Regions from separate parts of the Mus musculus genome. Here all the other regions are linked to region 4. The links are chromatin contacts, called in public Hi-C maps. All regions are on one chromosome and are shown on one strand. The core of a region is the stretch at or near the end of the contact, and the rest is flanking DNA. Distances in the headings are between cores, read along the strand shown.

Region 1 (5,004 bases), core at 2,202-4,701, 240 kb after region 4:
TGTTTGTGTATGTGGACATGTGTGTGTGTAAGTGTGTGTGAGTGTCTGTGTGCGTGTATGCACATATGTGTGTGGGGGTGGGGGGTATGTGAGTGTGTGTGTAAGTAGACCTCAATGAACATTCTTGTTCACTGGTCCCCACTCACATTTTCTCTTTTCCCAAATGTATTCTTCCTTTGACCTCAAACCCTCTTCCTTCCTTCCTTTATAACAGACAATAAACTCCTACTGCTTCTCCTAGTTCACTTCGCTATGAACTACCATACACATTAATGTTAGTGAGTCACATGCCGTTTCCCCCATTAACCGGTCTTCTGTTAGCTTAATTCACAGGCCCCTTTCACCTGAACTTAAAACAATAACACTTTCCTTCCCAAACAACTCACTGGGCCTCCAGATTTTTTTTCCTAATGTTATTTTATATTTCCAACATCCCAAATTGTATATATTCTTTTTTAAGGTAATTCTTTAGGGACAAAAAAAAATCCTAAAATACTTTTTGCTGAGGTATAATTAGCTAACAGTTTATCATACCATATATCCCACAGCCCGATGAAATACATTATAAATTGAATGAAAACAAAAGACAAAGAAAAGGAAGGACATGACTGCTCCCAGGTGTGGCCGAGGAGGAATTTTATTTTATGAGGGAAAGCATAGCCAGGGGCATCTGGAAGATTCCAGACTGAACAGGACTGGCCAACTGAACAGGGCCATGTGAGGAATACAGGAGTACAGGGAGAGGCAGGTGGGAACCAGGAGCAGAGGCCCAGAGGGCAAGAGGCCCAAAAAGGGTCAAAGGGACCTTGGAGCCAAAAAGTCTTGGTTATAGAGGAAAGAGCAGCCTCAGGAAGGACACCCTAGCCCAGTCCCTGAGCTGGGCATGCTTAGGGTAGGGGTGGAGTATTCCAGGTACTGGAGATAGTAAGAGACTGGCCGACAGTGTCTGCTCTGATATGTTAATAGGCACCCCAGTTAGCCATTTGCCCCAGGTCTGAGACCTAACATAAATGTAATAAAGTTTTGTTAGGAAAAAAAAAAAAAAACTATAGTATAATTACCACTATAAAGGAAGAGAAAAAAAAACTTTAGAAAATTCGCTCTGCCTATAGGAGGAACAACAATGAACTAACCAGTAACACCCCCCCCCCCCCAAGCTCATGTCTCTAGCTGCATATGTAGCAGAAGATGGCCTAGTCGGCCATCACTGGGAGGAGAGGTCCTTGGTCTTGCGAAGATTATATGCCCCAGTACAGGGGAATGCCAGGGCCAGGAAGCAGGAGTGGGTGGGTTGGGGGGGGGGGGTAATAGGGAACTTTTGGGATAGCAATTGAAAGGTAAATGAAGAAAATATCTAATAAAAAAATCAAAGAAAGAAAGAAAGAAAGAAAGAAAGAAAGGAAGGAAGGAAGGAAGGAAGGAAGGAAGGAAGGAAGGAAGATAGATTGCTCTGGAAAAAAGCTAAGCTAGTTTTAGACAAAATGGGAATGTGAGTGAACAGTGAACAAGCAGGAGATAGGGGCTTCCCTGACATCTCAAATCATACCTGAAGACAGCCACTTCCAGGCCTTAAGTCTGGAGTGTGAACAACGTTTAGACCAAATTAAGTAAGCAAAATAATAAGCAGACATGCAATTAATTCTCAATTATGCTCAGCAACTGGGGGAAGGCGGGAGTGGTGGTGGGAGGGAGGGGGTCAGGAAAAGCTTAGCTGCTCAAATGCTCCATGAAGTCAGATTCCAGAGCTTCAGGGAGGATGCGGGCAGCTGACAGAGAGTCTCTCCTTTTATCAAGTGAGGGCATTATCCTGTCAAATCATGCCTGTGGACTCTCTCGGGGACCGGCTTGCTTATCTCCTGGCCCTGCCTGGTCCTGAGCAGCTGGGGTTAATGATTAAATGGAAAGATGACAGGAAATGAAGAGGCTGAGACATTCCATCAGATTAACAGCTGAGACCTGGGAGGCAGCCCCGCTCCCTCACACCAGCTTCTGCATCTGGGGAAAACCAGAAAAAAGAGCCCATCCACCTCATTAGACCGCCTCCTTTTTCCTTTCCCACTCACTATCTCTGTCAGCAACACTCAGAGTCCAAAGGTCTTGAGATATCTCTGAGACGCCAGGGAGAGAAGACAGGAAACCGGGCACCCTCTCTCTGAGGTCCAGCCTGAGATAAATTCCTCCCACTGTGACCTGTCAGCTTCGGTTCCCTCTTAGGTCTTAACAGAGGAGCCGTGAGGACCGATCCTATAGTCAAAGGGGGTCTCAAATAAATGTTCAGAGATGTCCTGAGGCTTGCTCGAGGTGGAGATCGACAGTAAGCTGCGACCTTCCTTCCTGCACGTCTTTGTCCTTGACACATCAAATATCAAACTGGGAGGAGGGGAAGGGAAGAGACAGGGAGAAAACCAAGAAAGGTCAGTTGCCAAATGGGACATCCATGTAGCCTCCTCAACCACTGGCTGACTCAGGGTTAAGCGGTCTACTTCTCGAAGAGAATAAAGTTAAAGCCAGCTTTACCTGTTGACCTGAAGACAGATCCTTGCGTTATCGTGGAAATTTCCACTATAATTTCAGATTCCACACAAATAATATTCCCGGCAAAATCAGCTTCCAATGGGCGGGTATCCTAAGTGTCTTAGGAGTTTTCATTTTGCTTTCCTTTGAGCTCTTAAAGAGGGGTCTAGAAATCATTAATTTCCCTGCCTTTTCATCTTAGACTACCTAGCGGCTCAGATCGGAGCTCTGCGCGCCTAAAATCAGGAAGGGACAATGGCACTTTGCCATTTTGGCACTAGCCTCGTGTCCCAGGCAGCAGCCTAGCCAGGCACCTTCTACCCCCCACCCCAACCCCCGGCTGTGAGCAGCAGCCAAGCCTATGTTTCCTATGACACAACCCCTCTCCGCAGACTCTAGGAGCTCCAGAGGGACCCCATTTAGATAACCAGGCTCCAGATAAGCTTGCCGGGTAATTATCCAGCTTGTGCCCTGTATCACGCCAGCTGAGTGGCTGTGAAGGGAACAGGGGACAAGGCCAGCAATCCCACATGATGCCTGAAATTGTACTCCGTGTAGAGGCAAGAAATCCTTCCCTCTGATCCGTTAAGGTTCCGTAACGAGTCTCGGGAAGGAACTAATAACATACCCATCAGCAGGAGACGCGCCTATTTACTACCCGACTGGCCATCACACATTCACTATCGGGTAACAGTCTGGTGAGAGTTAGAGGCAATGAAGATACAGTTTTAGAGATTAAGTAAGTTATTTTCAGAGTAGATAAATGACCAACCACCACCACCACCACCACCACCCCAAAAAAAATGAGGCTGGGACAAACTTTATCTGGCCTTTGGCTGTAACGTTAGCTCTAATCTCCTTCCGGTTACGTGCTTCCATCACTTCCGGTAGGCGGGGTGTCTGAGGAAAGATTCAAACTAAGTTTTGTGGATAACTGGGAATTGTAAAAAGAAGCGGAAATCAGAGGAAGCCTTGCAGTGTGTGAGCTGTACCCCAGGTGATCCCACTGATATCAGGACATCTCTGTACATTTTTCCGGTACCACATCTCTCAGGGGTATCACAGACTCCGTCCATCTATGCAACCCAATTCTAAGGACATCCTGGGTCTGTAAAATTCCCTTCTATCTCCATCAACAATTTTAGAACGTCCTCACACCTTTCTGATACACTCCTAAAGGATTTTCAAAATGATCTGTTGACAGCTTCAAAAAGCAACGGAGTGAAAGATAGTTCGTGGAAGTGGAGGGAGAGTCTATTGTGTAAGTTGTCACCTCAGTATTATTACATCCAGGGCAAACATTTGTTTAGAATTCTAATTTCTATTCCAGTACAATCGCCTCTATGGAAATGGAGACTAATCTAAAGAATAACTAAGTCAGTTACTGCTTTGTAAAGATAGCATATGGTACTTAAATTGAACCAAGAAAGCAGGAGGCACGACACCAAAGGCTTCCCAGCTCTTTGTAGCGTAGTAAGAACTGTATTTCACATCACACCCAAGTAGACACGCACATGAATGTGCAGCTCAAAATTTTGATGAAACCCAATCACTTTTACTATTTTCTATACAAGTGTTCTCTTTATTTATTGAAACTTACTATATTGACTTGATGACCCACTAAGAACTTGAGGATTTAAGGTTGGTTAGTTTCAAAATCCCTTTTTTATATCTATCAAAAAAGGAAATACAAAAACCCACAAACCTAAGGCTGGAAAGGTGGCGTTCAGAGATTAAGAGCACTTGCTGCTCCTGTAGAGAACCTGGATTCAGTTCCCAGCACCCACATGGCTGCTCACAACTGTCTGTAACTCCAGTTCCAGGAGATCCAAAACCCCTATCTGGCCGCCACAGGCACACATACATGCATGCAGGAAAGCACCTAAAATTACATAAAATAAAACTTAGTCTATAACATTCTCTCTAGTATCTAATAATGGCTATCACTAAAGCATAAACACAATGTATCAGAAATGTATAGTACAAGTTTAGCAAAAGAGTTCTTGCCAGGACCTTCCAAAAAAGAAAGGAAAAGGGGGTGGGGGATGCAGGGTGGAAAGGAAGGAGGGGGAAACATGAATGAAGGCAAGAGAAAGTGAAAAGAAGAAAAACATGAGGAAAAGAGGGGATGTTCTAACTCTAGGAACTAACCAGATTCACTTAAACCCAGTAGGTTCTCCCTTGAGCATTACAAAGGACCTTTTGTTTCAGTAAGGTTGGAGCTAGGAGGCTAGGATGGATGAAGTAGGTTAGTGAAGCATTCTAAGGATTAAACGGTGGCTTTGTAAGTTGTAATTACTACCATGTGTGAATTTCATTAAGTAAAAATGTGGCAGGTCAATGGAGCTCTAACATTAGCAACATGTGCACTGTCCCCAAGCAAATTCTGGGTGAGGATTGCATGTGGGACAGGCAGGGAGTGTGTGCACCATCTCTGCATTTCTCACTTAATTTTCCTGTCAACCTTAAACTGATCTAAATAAAATGATT
Region 2 (5,519 bases), core at 978-3,477, 210 kb after region 4:
GCAGTTATGAAGTAGCAATGAAATAATGTTGCGGTTGGGGATCATAACAACATGGGGAACTGTATTAAAAGGGTTGTAGCATTAGGAAGGTTGAGATCTGCTGCCACAGGACAATTGTCATATCTACAGCCAGATTTTCACATCAGATTTTCCATGGAGAACAGGTTTCGCAGCTTTGTAATCCTGAAGAAAAATCTCTGCCCTTCCAAATTTCTGGTTTCTACGATATTCTGTGACTTCTTCCATGAGTAGGGGCTCAATGTCCTATAGCACATGTGTTTATTATAGTAGACCACTGTACAACATGGGAAAAATGTCACCCATGATGGCTTCAGTAAAACTGTTTCCACCATCATTCTGTGACTTCTTCCATGAGTAGGGGCTCAATGTCCTATAGCACATGTGTTTATTATAGCAGACCACTGTACAACATGGGAAAAATGTCACCCATGATGGCTTCAGTAAAACTGTTTCCACCATCAAAATATAACTAAGCATCTATCTATTCATGTACAGTACCATAAGGGTTACTCTTTAGCACAAGTGAATTTCCCAAGTTTTGTTTTATCAGTTAAAAGACTGACTTCAGGAGCTTGCAGAAGGGAGATCCTGGCTGTTCTTTCAATATGGTGTAGCCATTAGACAACAGGCAGAAATCAGCATGGATAGAAACAGCCTTTTTTTTTAAATACAAACTACAGAAATCATAAGTGATTAGTCAACTCTGCCTCCATCAGCTGACACTGGAAGACAGTAATGGTTCCACCTAGTGCCACGGAGGAAAGCACCCAGCTCGGTGGGAAATGGCTCTTCCCAAAGTGTGTGTGTGAGGTGGGAGGGTGCTAAACTCCTACTCTCCATGATCACTGATACAGGGAAAAAAAATCACTGATCCCTCTGAGCATAAAAAATAAACCCCAAAGAGCATTCTACTGCCATGGTGAAGGTGAAATCAGAGTTCAGACTGGAATATAGAGAGAGAATTGTAGTGTCCCATAGCCAGTCATAACTCACACTGGGAAAAAATATACTAGAGAAATTAACTGGTGAAAACGGGGTATTCAAAATACACTTAAAAGAAATTCTTACGTGGGCCAGAGAGATGCCTCAGTAGCTAAGGGTACTTGCTACCAAGCCTGATGTCCTAACTTTCATTCCTGGAACCCACATGATAGGAGGAGAGAACTAAGTCTCTTAGGTTGTCCTATGACCTACTCACACACTCATGCACACACAATGTGCACATACATGCATACACATGCTTGCACACACATGTTCATGCACACACAGATGATTAAAATTTTTATTTTTTTCTTATTTAAAAAAAATTCTGAGCAAAAACTAAGACCTAGCAAAGAAGACCATATCACCAGAAAATGACTCCTTGGTCTGACCACAAGAAATAACAAGAAATAACTCATTTGGGACTAATTGTCCTGGCACACATTGCCATTGTGTCCTTTATGAAGAGAAACTAGAGACAGATATTAGAATCACTCTTATCTGACCATCTTGAGACCAACTCGGAGGCACACAATTAAAGTTCAAGAAATCGGCCATAGCTCCCTTTATTTTCTCCTGTTCATCTACTTTATGAGTTAGTCTGTCTTTATGAGTCTGTCTGTCTGTCTGTCTGTCTGTCTGACAAAGACCAAGTCTTCAGACTGAGTCTCCTTCCATGGGCCTTTTTCAAAACAAAATCCCCAGATGCCTAAAAAGTAGGATAAAATATGAAAAGAGACCTCCCGCCAAAGAAAACCAGCTCCAATATGCCAAACTGAGATAACTTTGAATGTATTAATACATAAGGAGGAATTATTTCTGATCATTTTAAATACAATTCTATAACAGGGGTGAAATGTCTACTCTAATGTTAAAGAAATCCCTAAAAGGTCACCCTAAAGAGGTCATCCTACTTGGGCAGTGGTGGCCTTCAATCCCAGCACTCAGGAGGCAGAGGCAGGTAGATCTCAGGTGAGTTCGAAGCCAGCCTGGTCTAGAGTGAGAGAAACCCTGTCTCAGAAAACCAGAAAAATAAAAAGGAAGAAAGAAAAAGAGGCCATCCTAAATGTATGACTTATCGTATGGTGTATTATCTATCATAGCTAAATTCTTTTAATTTTAATTTTACACACACACACAAACATTGTGGACAGGTGTAGAGGTTAGAGATCAGCGCTCAGAGGACAACGTCCAGGAACCCTTCTCTCTTTCACCACACGGGTACCAGGATGGACCTTGTGTCATCAGGCTTGGTGGCAAGCATCTGTACCTACTGAGTTATTCATCAACCTAGCAGAGAACACGTTTAGTGTGATTTCCCTGTCAGGTTCAGTCCTACCAAAGGATCCCATGTGGGAAAGCAACTAAAGAGCAGGCAGTGTGGGACCACAGTCCGACTACCCCATGACTGTTGTATAGTTCCTGAACCAACAGAGCAACATCATAAAGGATAGGATTGCTTTTCCCGGCCCCTTAACAGCTGCATAGAACCATATGATTGCTTGTGGCTAGCAACGGTAAGTTAACAAAAATAAGTCACTTTCATCGTACCGAGACCACTGAGAGTACAAGACATCTAAGACCTTTCTCGGCTACTGTGGCACGGTAATGGATAGTGTTCGCCGCTCCTCATCTACCTATGACCCGGATTGCATGGGCAAACAGAACCCGTGCCTGAGATGTGTGCACTTTCAAAATCACAACAGCAAAAGAGCAGTAGAGCTGTGTTATGTAAGCTGCTAAGGACTTAGTTTGTCACTGGGACACTGCCTAGCCTAGCCTGGCTAAGAGGAACACACATACACGCACACACATGGACTGCCACCACACACCTCAAGAACGGATCTTCACTGGGAATCCCTAGCATCAATACTAGAATGGGCTCTCAGAGAGTTTCCATCTGGCTGGCCTGGTTTCTCAGCCTACATTCCTAAAGTGTAGCCTCAAGGTAAAGACGTTCAAAATGGATACCCTTCCCACTGATTATCCTGCTGACAGCGAGCGATGCTTCCACAGTATAGACTCCTCCAGAATTTTCTTGCTCTGTTTTGGACACCAGATTCAATTGCCAGAACAAAATTTAAAAATCATGGGCTGGAGCAATGGCCCAGAGGATAAGGGCAGTTGTTTCTCTTGAAGAGACTCACAGTTTAGTTCCCAGAACCCACACGGTGGTTCATGACCATCTGTAACTCCAGTACCAGGAGTCCTATGTTCTCTTCTGACCTCTGCAAATACCAGGGATGAGGGTGGTACACATACACACATGCAGATGGGCACAGTACTCATATGCATAGAATAAAATAAATAAATCTAAAAAAAAAAATAGTCTAATTTGGAAATCATGCAAAGGATTTGGGCCTCTAATTCCAGCACTCAGGAGGCAGAGGCAGGTGGATCTCTGCATTCAAGGCCAGCCTAGTCTACAAAGCAATTCCGGAATAGCCAGGGCTACCCAGAGAAACTCTGTCTTGGAACACCAAAAATAACTAAATACATTCACAGGAGTCACTTCTGCAGGCTAGAAGCTCACAGACACATCCCTGTTCAGCAGCAGGAGCTGACTTCCCCTGCATCAGAGCATCTTAGCCCGGCTGCTTTTCCTTGTTAAGCGTCTTTTCCGGGCTATTTACAATTAGTCTGTAATCATTTTGAACAAAAGATTTCTCAAAGCTGGTTTTCAGTTTCTGCCCCCTGAGGAGACCGTTTCCTATCCTGCTCGCTGTCACTATTCATTTAGCACAATACTGGGTTGTCACAACACCCACCCCTAAAAAAGCAGTCTCCTTGACATTTCACCACAACCTTGAGGGCCGGAGGGTTTGTTTTTTTTTTTTTAATGCAATTTTCCAGCCGGTGGTTTCAAATTATTTCACAAAGAACTATAAGTTAAATGAATCTTTTAGGGAAAAAAAAGATAATAAAAGAGAAGCCAAATCTCTTTCAACCAAGCTTACAATCAAACTCGGAACTGTTTTCAAAAACCCCCACTAACAAAGCCAGAAGAAAAACAAAATGAAGGAGGAAACCATATTTTCCAATTTTTTTTAGATGTTATCTCTCTTTTCTTTCTTGTTTTAAGTTGACAGTGTCCCACAGAAACAAGCTGGACAGGACAATGAAGTGAACCATTGCCTTTGACAGCCGCAGACTCAGAGAAGGTCCCTGTGTAGCCTTTGGAATGAGCGTTTATAGCTTGCTATGATTTCCCTCAGGCCTCCTCCTGAGGCAAGGATGTGTCTGCCAAGGCTTAGAGACTTTCCTTCTGCCCAGGAATTCCCCTAGATTTTGTGAATTCTTGCAAACAGGTCATCACAAGTGCAATGAAGATCTGGAGACTTGAGGACCCAACTGTGCATGCAAAGAGCTCTGTTAGACAAGCAATTGCCTGTTTGTCCAAGAGTCTACTTAGAAACTCAAATTTAAGCATGTATTTATTATTACTACTACTATTATTATTATTTCAAATAATTCTACATTAGCACAAAGCGAAAAAAAAACTCACTCTTGAAACAAATACTTTCAAGCAAGCAGCCAAATAGCCCTTAATTTTTATCTAAGACATCATCCCCACCATAACATTCCAAACCCCACCTCATACCTCATAGCCATCTTCAGTGTTTGCTGAGTAGATCAGGCCATTTGCCAGGAAAGCCCAGCATGGCTAAATCTCACGGGCAGTGTCCTGCCCACGTCCCTACAGATTTCTGAGCTTTAGGTAGTTGTTTTAATTTGTTCGCTTAGTAAATACCGTTGTTTGTTGGAAGTAGTATTTACTGGATGCCTAGCATATACTAAGCTTTCTGGTGTTAGCTTCTTACACAGTATAAAATGAAACCTAGAGACGTAGCTCAGTGGTAGAATGCTTGTCTACTATAGACAAGGCTCCAGGTTTGATCCCCAGTACAAAGGAAAGAGAGGAAGAGGGGAAGAGAGGGAACTTCAGGGAGGGAGGGGAAGGATAGAAGGAAGAAAAGGGGGTGGAGAAAAAATTCCAGTGTGAAATCCTCTCTTACAAATTTGCAATATGGGATTGGAGATATGGCGGAAGCAGTTCAGAGCACTGACTGCTCTTCCAGAAGACTCTGGTTCAGTTCCTAGTACCCACAGGGCAGCTCACAACTATCTGAAATCCCAGTTCTAGGGATCCGACACGCTGGCACAGACGTACACACAGCTAAAACACTGACACGCATAGAGTAAATATACATTTAAAAAGAAAGAACAAGAAGTTGTGTAGGCATAAATATTTTTGCAGCCTACTTTTAATAAGGGTTCAACCTCTCCTCTAGCCCACCACCCAGCAGGGGTGGTGGAAGAGAAAAGTTATTAGGATGTGGGGGAAGTGGACCTGTCCAGCAATAGTTCTTTGGAGGTGAGCTTGATCTTTTTTGGCAGCAATTCAGTCTCATAGCAAACACCAAATATGATTCAGCAGCTGCCGTCCAGTCCTTTCAGCAAGCAGACACCCTGCAGCTGTAATTCAATCCTGAAGAAACCACCAGGCTTGCCAACTG
Region 3 (5,079 bases), core at 1,390-3,889, 130 kb after region 4:
GATATAGACTTGTAGAAAATTGGGTAGATTGATAGGGGTATGCTAGAAATAAAAAATGTTGAGACAGAAAAGTATAATCAGTGGTGGTGGTGGTGTGTGTGTGTGTGTGTGTGTGTGTGTGTGTGTGTGGTATCTGTCTGTGTGTGTCTATTTGTCTATCTGTGTATGTGAGTATGTCTGTCTGTGTGTCTGTGTGTGCATCTGTCTGTATATGTATCTGTGTGTGTATCTGTCTGTGTGTGTATCTGTTTGTGTATGTCTGTCTGTATGTATGTATCTGTCTGTATCTGTGTCTGTGTGTGTTAAATTGTTAAGAAACAACACTAATAAATGACCTCCACCCCACCCTCATAGTAGTTATATCAGTATACATTTTCACCAACAGTATGTTTCTGTCCTTAAAGCTTTCCAACATGTGGTATCTGCTGTCTCTTTGCTTCATGATGGTGAACACATCTTCACATGCCTGTTGGCCATTTTTATTCTTTAAATTTCCATTCAAGTCCTTTGCCTGCTCACTGAATGCTTTGAAGTTGGGGTGCTATTGTGCTGTTGGAGTCCCTTATAAGTTCTGGCTAGGAATTTATAGCTAATACATGGTTCCCAATATCTCTTCCCAGTCAATTGTCTACCTTGTCCTCTCTGGCATCCAATCATTTCCTGTGCTGTGTACTTCTCCCCTTTGATGTATTCCATTTGCTTATTTTTGCTGTTATTACATGTGGTTTTGATGGAGTATTAAAAAAAAATCTTACCAAAGTCATATCAAGAATTTTTCTATGCTTTATCTTGGAGTTGTATAGCTTCAAGTAAACTAAGTTATGCACAGAGGTGAAAAAATATGTTGTATGATCTCATTTTATTTAGAACCTTAGAATAAAATAGCTTGAAGACCCAGAATTAGAAAAATGTTATGGGGAGAGGATAGAGGTCAAAAGGGCCAATATACCAGAAACTTAGAATAAATAAGATTAGAGAGCTAATACGTCATGAAAACTACAGGTAATGATGATGGTGAAAATTTACTAAAAGAGTGAGTCGGGCATTTTTGCCATACACACAAAAAATAAAATTATGTATGATTGCAGATATATTAACTTGCTTGACTTCAGTAATCATATATGTATATATACTATATGTGTTGTATTTTTAAATATATACATTTTTTAAAACTGTTTGGATTATTGGAGAAGCAAAAATATAACAACTGAATTTACTTAATTGCAGGCAAATTATACAGTGTCTCCTAAAAGCTTATGTGGTTGTCCCAACACTGAATACTGGATTCTTTGTTTGTTTTAAATATTTATTTTTTATGTGTATGTGTGTGAGTCTGAGTGAGTTTATGTGCACCCTCTGTGTGGAGGAACCTGCAGAAACCAGTAGAGGGTGTCAGATCCTCTAGAACTGGAGTTACAGGTGGTCATGATCTGCCATGTGGGTATTAAAACTGGGCATGGGTTTTCTGCAAGAGCAGTAAGTGCTCTTAACCACTGAGCCATCTCTCCGACCCCACACTTATATCTAATATAGAATAATGAGTGTTACTCTTGTGCTTTCTGAAACCACACAACTTTGAAGATGTTAATTGAGCGAAATGCCAGAAATACTTTGCCCACGGAAGAGGAAGTAGGAACTTTAGCTGTTCTTACACAATTCTACTAGTGATTTATTTTTCTGATTATTTAAGTCAAGTGTCTCTGATATGATTCTCATACTAGCAAAAAGGATATCCATCTATGAAAACTTCATCTTACTATTCTTGCTGCTATGTGAATATCTCATTTGTATTGGATGCTTACTATTATTGACTTACTGTTTGCCATATATAAAGCCATATACACACAGTGATGCTTCCAAACAGTGGTGGAAAAGCATTCCTACTTTTATGGTTTTATCACTCACTGGAATAGACGAACCACAGAAACAATATGGCGAGGTCAGGAATCCAGTCAGCACACAGATGGGACCTGCATTAACAAGCCCTGTTATCCTTTGTCTATATCTGCATCTGTGGGGGCTGGGGGCATCAGGACAGATAGACTGTGACTTCAGAACAGAAATGCACGTGTCCACAGGGGCTGGGAGGAATGGCACACTAATATCCTAACACTAAGAGGGAAGCAGCATGATTGGAGTTCAAGGGAACCCAAGTTACACAAAGTTGAAGACCAGCCTAGATTACATGAGACCTTGTCTCAAACAAAGTGCCTTAAGGTAGGAAGGAAAGTTTTCTATAGAGCAGCTGATTCAACTCAAGTCCCTGCCGTGAAGCAATGAGGTAGAGTGGCAGAGCCAAGCTCACAGCCAAAAAGAGGAAAGAAATCTGAGGCTCCAGTGTCCTACACCCGCTGAAAATGAAGACAGGGGCGGAGGCCATCTCCTCCCATTTAAGTGCAGCCAAAGAAGTCTACAAATTAGGATCTGGAAAGTTGGGATTCTGTAAAACATGGATGGTGACTACACCTGGTTATGTTTCTCCACAAAACATCACAAGTTCAGGAACCTGGCACGAGATCCATGATTGCTTCACAGATCTGCTGGTCAGAAATCTAAGTGGACTTCACTCCATTCTCATGTCACCGAAACCAAAGTGTTGCTGAACTGAGGGTGTTAACCCGAAGGTCTCGGGGAGCATTCCCTTCTAAACTCATCCTGCCTACAGGTCAAACTCATGACCTTGCGTGTGTGACACTGATGTCCCTTGTCCCTCTGTCCATTTAGCTGGAAGTCTGTTTCAGTCCAGCAAAGCCACCCAAATTTCCTGGCCACTTTTATCTACTATCCTCAATATTAAAAATGTTGCGTCAATATACTGCATGCTTCAAATGCTCTCTTGGCTATAGTTTGGAGAAGGTTTAAGTATATCCCTCTAAAACCAGCAGTTCTTAACCTGTGGGTCATGACCCCTTTGGAGGTCAAACAATCCTTTCATGGGGGTCCACATATCAGATAACCTGTATATCAGATATTTACATTATGTTTCATAACAGTAGCAAAATTAGGTATGAAGTAGCAGTGAAAATAATTTTATGGTTGGGGGTGGTCACAACAACATCAGGAACAGTATTAAAGGGTCACTGTGTTAAGAAGGTTGAAAAAGACTGCCCAAAACATTTGTGTAGTCTCTTAAACCCAAAGAGAACAGTTTCGGTTGGAAGGAATGGCAGATTATGCAAATGGTAGCAGCAACTCAGAGGGATGTGGGACCCTGGTGTCTGCCTGCGGCATCTTGTTTGCAAAGGTAATCTCTATATCACATGTTCACATTGTGATATAATACAGTAGCGTTGAACCAGAGCCAGTGCTATGTTGAATCCCAGAAATGAGAGTTGAGTAACCTTCTTTCATCAATAAAGTTTACCTAACTCAAGTATTTTGTTATAAAAATGCAAGGGAAAAAAATCCTACTATCCTTTCTGCCACCCCAGCCCCATTCTCCACCAGCCAGAGAAGGCACTGTACACAGACCATCCCACTAAACCACACAGGATCACTTCTTTGTCTTAAGGTCACCTGTGCCATAGAAACAAAGATGAGAAAAATATAATTTCACTTCTTGCCCCTCGTGGGTCCTTTGTGGGGGACCAATTTATGTTAGCAAAAGGCAGATTAATGAGGGTGGGTGGTAAGCAATGTCAACAGCACATGCCATGTGTCACACTGACAAAAAGCAGCTCCCTCTGGATGGCACCAATCTCTGTGGGCAATGCCTAGACGTTAACCTCAATATTAACACAGAGCAATGAAGTCTGAGTGACAGGACAAAGGAGTCAGTTGCTTCCCTCACAAGAAGTAGGGAAACTGGAAGCAGGAACATCTGGCCCTGGGGTCCTCTGGGTGGGTAAGCTCCTGTGTCCAGCAACAGAGCTGCCACCTCAGGGTTGAAACCAAAAGCCCTAATGCCTGTGTGAATCTCTCTCACGGGTCAAGCAATCAGAGGCTGATGGGGAAACATTCTGCTTTTTTTTACCATCTTTAGAAATATTATGGTTTCCTAACATAAACAGAGAGACCAGATTTCATCATCTCTGCAGGTCTGAAGATTAGGGCAGAGCGGTTTTGAGACGCCAGTCAGAAACTCATCTTCAGAAACCTCTAGCACCCCCACCCCCACCCCACCCCCGTCCCAGAACTATGGCCATTTTTATTTAGCATACACTTAATATAAATGCTTTTAAAAGAGGCCCAGCTCTCCCCAGCATCGGTCCACCTTGAGAAATCCGGCCAGAAAGGTTTTCAAAAGCCTGTGTTTGAATCAAGTCAGACAACGTTATCCCCAGACATTTCAGGGATTTGCTCAAGGCACAGGGAGCTGGCTTCCCAATGTGAACAGAGGAATCAAAACCCAGATTTCCAAAAGTTGTGTGCCAGAGAGAGATTTGTGATAGCAACAGAACAAATAAGCGAAAGCCTGGAAATCCAGAGCCCGAGCCTAAGGCCATCCTGGCCAAGTGAACTGTGGCATTCATATGAGCGAGTATAGTATAGGGGAGGGGGACAGAAGATGCTCTCTGAGTGTTAATATGGAAAGAGCCCCAAAAGGCATTGTTCAGTGACCCCAATAGTGCAAAATAGGTTATATAATATGCCACCATTTGTAGGGAAAATACAAAAGGGGGAAACCATATGCTTATGTTTATATATATGTATGCATATATTGTGTGTGTTCCATATGTAAGCCTTGTGAAAAAATAGAAACTAATTAACATGAATATTCATGGAAGAAAGAAACAGTAGATGGAAAGAAGGAGGGATGGACTAATATTCTGTCCAGATATTTAAATTTCAATCTCAAAGAATACCTATAAAAAATCACTTTAAAAAGCAGAAAGCTTTATCCATCTCATTTATTAAAAAGACCATCACTTCTTCCACGAAGTGCCTCACATCTGACTACGCTGACACAGCTATGGCGAGCCACCCAAACAAACAAAGCCTCGTCTGCCATGTGACTCCCAGATCCACTAGTTCTGCCCAGCTAAGCAGAAAGAAACCAAGGGCACAGGGGGGGCGGGGAGGTGGGGGGGGGGGGTCCTTGGAGATGAAGGCTTCTCAGAGACTCTGATTGATATTCCT
Region 4 (4,863 bases), core at 1,412-3,911:
TTTGATTAAGGAAATTATATGGAACCACTTGAAATGGCCACGATAGGGTTTATATCAACATTACAATGTATGCACAGGGCCAGCAGGATGGCTCGGGCTGTACAGACCTGACTGCTAGAGGCTAAACTTGACACCTAGATCCCAGGTAAAAGTGGAAGAAGAGAGCCAGACCCTCAAGGTTGTCTTCTGACTTCCATATGCGTGCTGTTGTCATGTACATCACATGGCTTAAGTTTTTAAGTGTTTAAAAGTCGATGGTGCGATGTCAATTGCAAAAGAAGTAAACAGTGAAATTGAAATGTATGTGTATGTATTCTCTGCTCTGAGTGGGAGGAGGAAAGGCAAGGAGAGAGGGAGGAAGGGAAAGAGGAAGAATGGATGCAAGAGAAAAGGTGAGAGAGAAGTGGAGAGAGAGGGGTGTGCGGGGAGAAAAGAGAGGGAGAAAGGGAAAGATATTTGAAAGGACAGAGAAAGAGGGAAGGAGGGAGGAGAGAGAGGGAAGAGAGAAAGACAGAGAAAGACAGAGATTGAGGGAGAGGAGAGAGAGGAGGAGAGAGGGAGAGATAGAAGGAGAGAGAGAAAGAGAGAGAGAACACAAATGAAGCATGGTGCTATACTAGATGACATAGCAAGTTTCCATTCCCTCCAAGTGTAGAGAAAATCTCTTAAGAGTATCACCTGTCAACAAAAAATGCCTATGGCCAATGAGCTAAGGCAAGAAACAGGAGGTGGGACATCTGGCAGAAGGAGAGAGAATTCTGGGAGATAATCTGAACTCAGGAGATTTGCCTAGAACACCGAGAAGACAAGGAGAGGAAACTGGCCATGCAGCTGAACTCAGGTTAGGAAAAAAAAATGCGATAATGAATTATGAGCTAGTTAGTAAACAAGCCAAAGCTTACGGTATATGAATGTATTAATTAATGATTAGTCTCAGAGTTGTTATTTCTGGGAGTTAAGTGGTAGGGAGGAAAAATCTTAGTTTTACACCCATGTTTTCAAGCAGAGGCCAGGCAAGCTCTCAGGTGGAGCAGCATGAGAAGGAACCAGGGGAGGAGCACAGGCGGGTGAAGCCCTGAAATGATCTCAACGCCCCACGGTCTATGCTTCCGTTGAATATGTTGTTGAATTGTGCAGACACAAAAGACTGCTCTATTAAGCCACAAAGAAAATACCAAGGCTCCCTAAAAATCTTCCCAACTAAAACAGTGAAAATATTTAACCCCAAGAGATCCAAAAGGCTGGACCTTGTGGTCCAGCAGGGCATTGTGGGATAAGGTAAAGAGTATTTGGGTCACTGCTTTTCTTCTGCCCCAGCGAGAGCCTGTCAACCTCTCTGAACTTCACCTTCTGGATTCTTCCTTATAAAGGAGGAAGTTGGATGCTCTGTAATTCTGAACGCTTATGAGTCACACAGATTATTTTATCTGATAACTAGGAACTTAGTAGGGAATTAGAAACCACCGGAACTTTGTAAATAAGAATTTTCTAAGGACACTAAGAAGGAAATAACACCAACAGAGGAGAGCTTTGGCTCCAAAGCCAAGGGTGATCATTGAGTGAAAAGCTCAGGGCCCCGAGACAGCTTGTATCCAGGGTGGAGTTGTCCCAGAAGGAAGGTGTACGGCTTGCCCACAAGATGTCATTCAGCAGATACCTGTATGCATTTCTTCCTCTTTGATGGACAAGATGTGATCCTTCATCCACGTAGAATTTTCTACAAGGGCTCATAGGAATTTTGCTGTCTTCAGCATTGAAGGATGGGGTTTGATACTCCTCTGAGATAAACCTGTTTCCTGTACTGTAACTCAGGTGATTTATAGTGGTGTCAGAACACGAACTTTTCCTTTCCCGTGTGGACCCACAAGTTATGCCTCCTCAGCCAGGCTACAGAGCTCTCTACAAAGCAGTCAAGCCCACTGAATATGCATGAGGCCATGAAAGAGGCATTTACCCAGAAGGCTGGAGGATGGCCTCAGCCTCTTCAAATCTTTCCTTATTCTTCACAGACTATCTTGTGACAATGGAGCAAAGTAAGCCTTGCTGTGCCATGCTCCTCTCCTGGGAGCTGGCTGTCATCTACAGTGTGGATGATGAAGGAATCATTGTAAAGAAGACAATAGCCCAGAGGGCCCTGCTCTGGTGCCCAGAACAGACTCGGTATTCTCAGCACAGTGATCTCAACGCTTACCACCTATATAGAAAGAGGTATATCGAACTCAAGTACAACAGAACTCTTCTGTTAATAATCCTTAAGGTGAATTTCCAAATAAGCCATTATACAAGCAACAACTGAGATAGTTCAGTATGTTCATAATATTAACAGACATCACCTCTGTCTAGATTCAAAACATTTCATGCTTTCAAAATAAAATCTTGACTCCATTGAACAGTTAAATTGAAATTCTCCCATCTGTCCAGTTTCTGGCAACTATGGATGAATTTTCTGTGTCTAAAGATTTATCCCCTCTGGATATTTAATATAAATGGAATCACATACAAAATTTAGCCTTTTGCCTCTGGGATGATGTTCTATTACTAATTCCTCGTTATTTACACAGGCAGCCACATTTTAATAAAAATTATGTAATATTACTAAGAGGTTTCTCTGCCAACACAATAAGCCAATTCAAGTCAACATAAGCAGGCCGATTAGGAGGCAGCTCTGGGGAGGCATCACTGCTCTCACTGGTGGCTAAAGAAAAGGAGTTTTCTAGAGCTTGGGCAAGGAGTGATATGCTCAGCTGGGAGCTGGCCTTGCGTCCTTACAGGGTCAAAAACTGAGCCTTGGGCGGGCACTCTTGGGTGGGTTGCCGGAAACCCAGGAATGAGGAATGATGAGTTAGCACACAGTTTTCTCTGTGTGGGCAGGGTGTGGGGAGGGAGGGCAGATGGGGTTTCCCAGCTTGTTCAGGGGCAAGCATGAGTTCAGGCCTTATATTATATTATATTATATTATATTATTTGACCTAACAAGCTTTTAAGAGGATATTTGAGAATTATCTAAAATGCCCAAAGTGCACAAACATGTCTATTATCTGATTCGACTCAGATATCTGCCCCTTACAGCCAGAAGTTAGAACACAGAGTGACATTCCTACACTTGGAAGAACAGAGACTATCTGCAACAGAACCCTAGAGAAAGGAAGTCAGGAATGAGAAAGATGAGGTCCAGGGTGAGAAGCCAGGGTCCCCGCTCAGCTTAGGGGACTCAGCCAGTGGAACTCGGGGCCAGCCACCTCAGGAGCACTGGCTCTTGGCGGCTGCTCAAGGACACTTCCCACTGATCTTTGGACCAAGTGTGGCTAATTCCGTTCAGCTGGTGTCGATTAGCTAACCTCCTGTGCTTTGAAATCACTGTTTACTTTTTTCCCCTTAATCACATTAGCCTGTTGGGGTTGTTCTTTCATTCTCTCTGACCTTTAGTTTTAAATTATATGTTACCGATGGTCTTAGTTTGTGGTTGGCTTGATGTGTTTTCCTTTCCTTCCCCCCCCCAGCCCTTCCATTCTTTCCTCTTTCTTTTGCAGGTGTAGCCACCATTCAACCTAGCTGTTTTATTATTATTATTATTATCATTATCATTATTTTATGGCTGTTTCTTAAGCTCTCTTTTGTCTCTAGTGTTTGCTTCTTTGAGAAGTTGTATCAAGGAAAACTGAATGTAGAGCCCAGTTGGGAGGAAGGGCTCGCTCTCCTTGAGAAAAAGGCTCCCGGGAATCCATCTCCAATTAGCCATGCTCCAGCCAGTTGTGTCCAGCCTGTGTTCCTCTGGCTGCAGGTAGCCAAGGCTGTGAGAATGTGGCCCAACACCAAACTGTAACCTTATTTAAGACATTGAGATTTGTTTGGCTGGTTGATTTGCAACTTCACTGAACAGTTCGTGAGCATGCACTTTGTTGATGATGACATCCTGCCACGGTGCCAAACGGTTGGACTTTCCTGCAGGGGAAGAGGAGCTTCCTGCCTGAGAGAAATTGATAAGAAAGCGCCCTGACTCCCTTTCATGGGTCTTCTCTACTAGGTACTTTACATCAGGTTCCTCTTTCACCTAGGAGGAGCAGAGGCCAGACTTTGATCCCACCCTCCCTGGATACCAGTCTCCTAGCCGACAGAGTGGCCAGTGAGCCCTGTTTTTTTCTGGAGAAGAAACATTTAGCAGCTCTACCTGAGAACCTGCCTGAAAGGAACTGCTATCAGGTGCATTGGGTCACCTTCAATAGGAAATGAGCTGTGCCCAAATCTGGACGTTCAGACCTCAGCCTCCAGAAAGCTAGCCCCTACTTGATTTCTCTGTTTAGCTTGTGCAAAACTAAACCAGAGATTTCTCCCTCACCTGGCAACCTGCTGAGTGGTCTCATCTCAAGTCCTTTTCATCTCTACAGTGTTAACTTTCGTCTAGTCACATCCGATTTTCACTATATTTTGCCTAGAGAAGCATTTTCAATAGAGTGTGTATATGGGTGTACTGGCTGGTTTGTACCAACTTGTCACAAGCTAGAGTCATCAGAGAGGAAGGCACCTCAGTTGAGGAAATGCCTCAATAAGTTACAGATGTGCGGCATTTTCTCAATTAGTGATCAGTAGGGGAGAGTCCAGCCCATGGTGGGTGGTACCATTCCTGGGCTTGGTGGTCCTGAGCAAGCCATGGGAGCAAACCAGTAAGCAGCCTCCCTCCATAGCCTCTGCATCAGCTCCTGCCTCCAGGTCCCTGCCCTGCTTGAGTTCCTGGTCTGACTTCCTTTGATGATGAACAGCAACATGTTAAGTGTAAGCCAAATAAGCCCCTTTCTTCTCAATTTGCTTTTTGGTCACGATGCTTTGTTCCAACAATAAAAATCCCAGCTAAGGCAGTAGGAAGAA
Region 5 (5,026 bases), core at 55-2,554, 160 kb after region 4:
TGCGTGTTCATTACACACCTACCGTTTGCCAGGCACCTAGGAACAGAGCCTCTCCGTGAGCTTCCCTTCACTTCATGAAGAAATGTCGTAGAGTGTATAACCTAGTCTGTAATGTCGACGAGTGGTGTGAGGAGACATGGGAGTGGATGATGGGAAAGGCCTATAATTAAGAGCTGAGGGTTGAGAGGGGGCAGCAACAGAAGCTCTAGAGAGGGGGGGCAGGAGCAAGAGGAGAAGAGAAAGGAGCAAGAGCTCTAGAGAGCAAGAGAGGGAGAGGAGGGGGCAAGCAGCCCCTTTTATAGTGAGGCAGGCACATCTGGCTGTGGTCCGGTAACTGTGGGGCAGAGCCTAGACTAAATGCCAGCACTGGGTATTTGAAGTCGTGTGAGCATTGTAAATGACCTGGAATTTTATTCTTGGTCAATGGGATGTCATTCAAAGACAGGACTAAGAAAATGGCTTTCAACAATGTTCATGGGGTCACTCTTGGGACGATGAAAAGACCACAGTGAGAAAAGAGGGTACCCAGTGAGGCCACTGGCCAGCACTACAAGATGAAAGGGGCACAATTGCCCTACTGGGGCCATGTTCAGTCTGAGATGTCTGTTAGACATCTAGGAGGAAAGGTTAATGACATAATTGAAAATGCGAGTCTGGTTTGAATTAAAAAACAAAAACAAAAAACAAATGCTGGACTAGGAGTATAGATTTTTAGCATTTGGGGGACCTGGCAAACTCAGGGAAGGGGCATTCAAAGGAAAGAAAGAAAACTGTGTAGAAAATCCACCATTCACAGCCTCACAAAGAGAAGCCTGAAAAAGAGACAAACTGGGGTGGGGGTGGGGTGGGAGTTCTGCATGATATAGAGGAAGCCCAGATAAGACTGTTACAACAGGAAACTGACCAACTCTGCCAAACTCTGCTAAAGGAGAGAGTAACCAAACACTGGTTGGTCAGTGCCTAATCTCAATTCCCCTATAGGATCCATTGCAGTGGGTTGGATGGGTTGGGGGACGCAGATAATCGAACTCTAAAGTTGCTCCCCACCTTTTGCTTTTATGACTTGACACAGCTATAAGTATCCCTTCTACACTGTCCCTTATACATCCCTAAGGACACCATTCTGACGTCCTCAATTCCTCCACCACTATTTCAAAACAAATATAGATTTTACTGGAAGAAAAAGTAAATAAAATGAAATGAGTCAACCCACTGAATCTCTCCCCAGGCCCTAAAGGCTCAGGAACAACTTCGCTAAGTGCCCTTGGGATGCCTTGCTGGAGTCAAGTGTTTACAGTAGAGTCTCCAGTTTCACTCTGAATGACCTCACTCAATAGAGCGAAGCCCGGCAGATCCGGTTTGACAGCCTCTCTCCAACTCAGCTCTAATCAGCCAAGGATCAGATCTGCTGTCACCCCATTCTTCAGGATGAATCAGCTTTTCAAGTGGAAGGGAAGGAGAATCAGTCTGTTAAGTCAAAGTTACCCGAGCTGCCCGTCTATTCATGAGAAGCTAGGGAGATTGTAAAAGGCCTCTGTTAGTTTCACATCTCAGAGAAAGAAGAAAATTAGTCTTCATCCGCTGAGGTTGGCAGAACAGAACCCATGAACTGGGTATTTCACAAGTGACAGCAATTTCCTCCCCACAGTTCTTAAAGTCCCAGTTCTTAAAGCCCAGTGACAGCAGAGTCACTGTCTTTTGAAGGAGTATTTCCTGATTCATAGAGGGCACTTTCTCACTGGGCCTTCATAGGACATGACTGCAAATGCCCACCTTTGGGTATCATCAGGAGGGGCTGCACCCCACACACGGAAGGAGAAAGTCACCTCTCCCACAGCCCCGTGATGCAAAGTCATGGCGTTGCTGATTTTGCTTCCACACAGAATTTGAGAGAACCCAAACGTTCAGACCGCAGTGGCGTGTTTACATGCACAGACAGGCATGCATATAAACACATATAAACTCATTTCCTTTTTAATCTTCTGGTTCAATGATAATCTCTTATGTGTGGAAGAGGGCACTTTTGCTTCCCAGACAGCAGCTGTCATGACGGAGACACTGCAGGCATCTCGGGTGGATGGGGAGGCCAGGATGCCACCAAAAAAAGCCCGCACAATGGACAGAACATCTCCCCACAGAAAAATCTGACCCAAAACGTCAAGAAGTTCAAGTAGAGAAACCCGGAAGTCATGACGGAAGGGCAGGAGCATCAACAGAATCTGCTTAGTCTTCAACAGCGTGGCATCTTTATTGGCCTGGTGTGTTCTAATGAATCTATGCTGTAATCTGATAATATACGATCTAATGAATCTATACTGTAACCTCTGAATGAAAATTCAGAACTGTGAACTGGAATCACAGGTGGTGATGTATGTCGCTAATATACACATCTGCCCTTGCTGAGGCCACAGAAAATCATTTTCTAAATGGATAATGTCAACCTTATATACACCAGTCCTTTTCAAACTTTGCTCAGATCTCATTAAATGGAGAAATCTGCCTCACCTTGTGGACACTCAGTTTTCTCTTCTCGAATTTACATGATCCCTTGCTTGCCTCTAGACTGAGAACAGGCTTCAAGAAAACTGACTACCAGGCTCAAGACCTCAAACTACCTGAATCCAACCGGTCCACCCAACCCAACGGGCCCCTGGTCCTAAAGTCTCTTCTGTCTTCCCCAAGCCAGGCACTAGAGGTGTGACCCAACAATGCCAGACGGGAGAAAGGTAATTAAATGATCAACACATGTACAGAGGAGCTGGCAGCATAGAACCATAAAACCCGTTCTTTCCTGGACTCAACAACCGCACCATTTGAATATCCTCACAAGCTTTCTTTTCTTTTTCTTTTTTGAAAAATCCTCTTGAAATTTAAAATCCCAGTTGAAAATTCAGCTGGTAAAGGCACTCTGCAAAAAAACGTCAAGGTCAACTAAATCTCTAGTCTTTTTTTTTTTTTTTTTTAACTGAACGATCAGAATTTTTATCCTGTGCTTGGCAAAGAGGGGTCCATTTAAACAATATTTATATTATATTCTTAAGCTAAATCTGAGCCTGGTTGGGGGGGGGGGAGTATAACTCAATGTCCACAGGAAAACCCGGGAGAGCCGCAGGGCGGGGAAGGTTAGATACCACAATCAGAGAAATGTCTTGGGTTTCCATTTAATTCCTATTTGCTCAAATGCCAAAGTAATTTTTCCATGAGGAGAATGAGGTCATTCTTCACAGAAAGGGATCGCTGTCTCAAAATTCATATGACCAGGAAACACAAGGCCCACATAATAAGAGGTTTCAGAAACGGGAACTAAATAAAGGGACTTAAGATGATAAATCTGTCCGCGTGGTTTATGTGAACTGTCCACACTGGTTCTCCCACACCGTGCCTCCCCAGACACCATGCCTCTCCCCACACCTTGCCTCCCGCACACTGCGCATCCATCCCCCCACACCACACCTCCTGGCACACAATGCTTCCCCCAACACCATGGCTCCCTCCACCCAGCGCCTCCGCCCACAGCACTGCTCCTTCCACCCCACTCCTCTCCCCACACCATGGCTCCGTCCACCCCGCGCCTCTCCCCACACCACAGCTCCCTCCACACCGCGCCTCCCCTACAGCCCTCACAGCAGAAGAGCTTTTCAAAGTTAGCATCATGGGAGCTCTAGGAGGCTGGTTCCCCAGAGCTTGCTCTAGAGGCAACAAGTCTCCAGTAAGAGAAAGGGAGACTGTGTCATAGATTATGGTGGTACCCAGAGATCCAGCAAATACAGACATACTGACAAAGCGTGCCAGGAGGGAAAAGGAGGTTCCCTAACATGGAGTATCTGTGGACACTTTGGAAGTTCATTTCTCTCTCTCTGCATCTCCAGCTCACATAGTGGGGAAAGGTTCAAATGGCAGCTTTGCCCTGTCTCCGCTGTTGACTTTTTGAAAAGTGGCAGGATTCTGTTACTTTCCCCAGTCGCTTTAATGGGTGGATAATCATGACAGCACGGAGGAGCACCGCTGTTCAAAGAGGAGAAGGTGAACTTTGCGGAGAAGTGAACACTGGGTATGTTCATGAATACGAATCATTTCCACACCAAGTACTCGGGTCCCCAGTTTAGATTCAATGATTCAGTCAGGATCCATTTTCGGAATAAGAGTTTTGACAGTTTTTACGTGAAGACTCTGAAGTTATACACTCAGGAACCGACAGAATGAGATCAAATCCCATATTTCCTGGTCCCTAGTGGGACCGAAGGGGTGATGAAATGATAGTTTTTCAAACAAATATATTCATTCTCCTGACAGAGAAGTGTGCATCCTTCCATGAACAGAGGCATGTCTTTTACATTCTGTTGAGGGCGTTCATTCAAGGCAGAGCAGGCGTTAGTCACAGGGTCAACAGCTGGTCCAGCTGAGACTTGTCATGGCCATCCTGAGGCTCTAAAACAAGTTATTATCTGGAGGCAGCAGATTGGGACCATCTGTCACTGCAGGCCACATATGGCCCCAATCGATTGTAAAAATAAGGTTGTCACAAAAGGTCATTAACTATGCATCATTTCTCTGTGGTAAGCTTCGGCCAGAGACAATGATTCCGCCATTTTTATCTCCAATCTTCTCTCCAGCATGCAGAGAAACTGAGGCGAAAGGAAGCCGGGGGCCCTCCCGCCCTAGCAGCTGACAAATACCAGGGGGAGCAAACACCTTTCCCTTGGACAAACTTTTAGTTCCCTTAAAACTATGTTTTACACTCTCTCATAAGGAATTCCAGGAGTGAATGCTAACATTCTGTCTAAACTCCACCCCTAAAGTTCCTGGCAGCAGCCAGGTAGACCTGACCCCTGACCCACTATATAAGAGGCTGCCTGCCCCCTCCTCTTCTCTTGATCTCTTGCTCCTGCTCTCCCCTTCCTCATTCCCTTCCCTTCTTTCCTCTCTCCATGTCATCATAGCCAGCCTCCCCCCATCCTCTCTCTCTCTCTCTCTCTCCCTCCCTCTCTCTCTCTCTCTCTCTCTCTCTCTCTCTCTCTCTGCTACC

The links. A called contact is a pair of places that touch in the nucleus more often than the background predicts.
Region 1: a contact with region 4 is called in a Hi-C map of the G1E-ER4 cell line, with 3 times the contacts expected there. The contact joins the promoter of 4933440J02Rik here to the enhancer-like site in region 4. A contact is called at or near these places in 1 of 15 datasets of contacts at CTCF or cohesin (the NIH/3T3 cell line), 7 of 484 Hi-C or Micro-C datasets (the G1E-ER4 cell line, the N1E-115 cell line, liver and 1 more) and 2 of 115 datasets of contacts at active chromatin or transcription factors (extraembryonic endoderm stem cells and liver).
Region 2: a Hi-C map of liver shows a contact between it and region 4, with 3 times the contacts expected there. The contact joins two enhancer-like sites. A contact is called at or near these places in 1 of 484 Hi-C or Micro-C datasets (liver), 1 of 115 datasets of contacts at active chromatin or transcription factors (fibro-adipogenic progenitors) and 1 of 9 other capture datasets (embryonic stem cells).
Region 3: a Hi-C map of liver shows a contact between it and region 4, with 2.3 times the contacts expected there. The contact joins two enhancer-like sites. A contact is called at or near these places in 1 of 39 promoter capture datasets (liver), 1 of 15 datasets of contacts at CTCF or cohesin (the NIH/3T3 cell line), 8 of 484 Hi-C or Micro-C datasets (the HPC-7 cell line and liver) and 2 of 115 datasets of contacts at active chromatin or transcription factors (liver and pancreatic cancer cells).
Region 5: a contact with region 4 is called in a Hi-C map of the G1E-ER4 cell line, with 2.1 times the contacts expected there. The contact joins two enhancer-like sites. A contact is called at or near these places in 1 of 15 datasets of contacts at CTCF or cohesin (the NIH/3T3 cell line), 6 of 484 Hi-C or Micro-C datasets (the G1E-ER4 cell line, embryonic stem cells and nephron progenitors) and 5 of 115 datasets of contacts at active chromatin or transcription factors (astrocytes, extraembryonic endoderm stem cells, fibro-adipogenic progenitors and 2 more).

Annotation. Positions count from the first base shown.
Region 1 is chr10:111,592,720-111,597,723 of GRCm38.p6, reverse strand. 4933440J02Rik (RIKEN cDNA 4933440J02 gene) reads left to right here and starts at 3,451. Exons shown (of 4, transcript NR_045344.1): 1 at 3,451-3,620; 2 at 3,719-3,775. All of the region lies in intron 2 of Gm30262 (a long non-coding RNA gene), which reads right to left.
Region 2 is chr10:111,622,944-111,628,462 of GRCm38.p6, reverse strand. No RefSeq gene overlaps it. Among named protein-coding and RNA genes, the nearest start is that of Gm40763, 11 kb to the left of the region's middle. Within about 2 kb of position 2,227, at least 3 of the 459 cell types and tissues checked have an H3K27ac peak or open chromatin away from gene starts, as enhancers often do. A contact at or near this core is called in liver, where this site is marked.
Region 3 is chr10:111,700,176-111,705,254 of GRCm38.p6, reverse strand. The region is part of intron 2 of Gm30624 (a long non-coding RNA gene); the gene reads right to left. Among named protein-coding and RNA genes, the nearest start is that of Gm30624, 18 kb to the right of the region's middle. Within about 2 kb of position 2,639, at least 6 of the 459 cell types and tissues checked have an H3K27ac peak or open chromatin away from gene starts, as enhancers often do. A contact at or near this core is called in liver, where this site is marked.
Region 4 is chr10:111,833,544-111,838,406 of GRCm38.p6, reverse strand. No RefSeq gene overlaps it. Among named protein-coding and RNA genes, the nearest start is that of Gm20758, 38 kb to the left of the region's middle. Within about 2 kb of position 2,661, at least 65 of the 459 cell types and tissues checked have an H3K27ac peak or open chromatin away from gene starts, as enhancers often do. A contact at or near this core is called in the G1E-ER4 cell line, fibro-adipogenic progenitors and liver, where this site is marked.
Region 5 is chr10:111,669,274-111,674,299 of GRCm38.p6, reverse strand. No RefSeq gene overlaps it. Among named protein-coding and RNA genes, the nearest start is that of Gm30624, 13 kb to the left of the region's middle. Within about 2 kb of position 1,304, at least 155 of the 459 cell types and tissues checked have an H3K27ac peak or open chromatin away from gene starts, as enhancers often do. A contact at or near this core is called in the G1E-ER4 cell line and fibro-adipogenic progenitors, where this site is marked.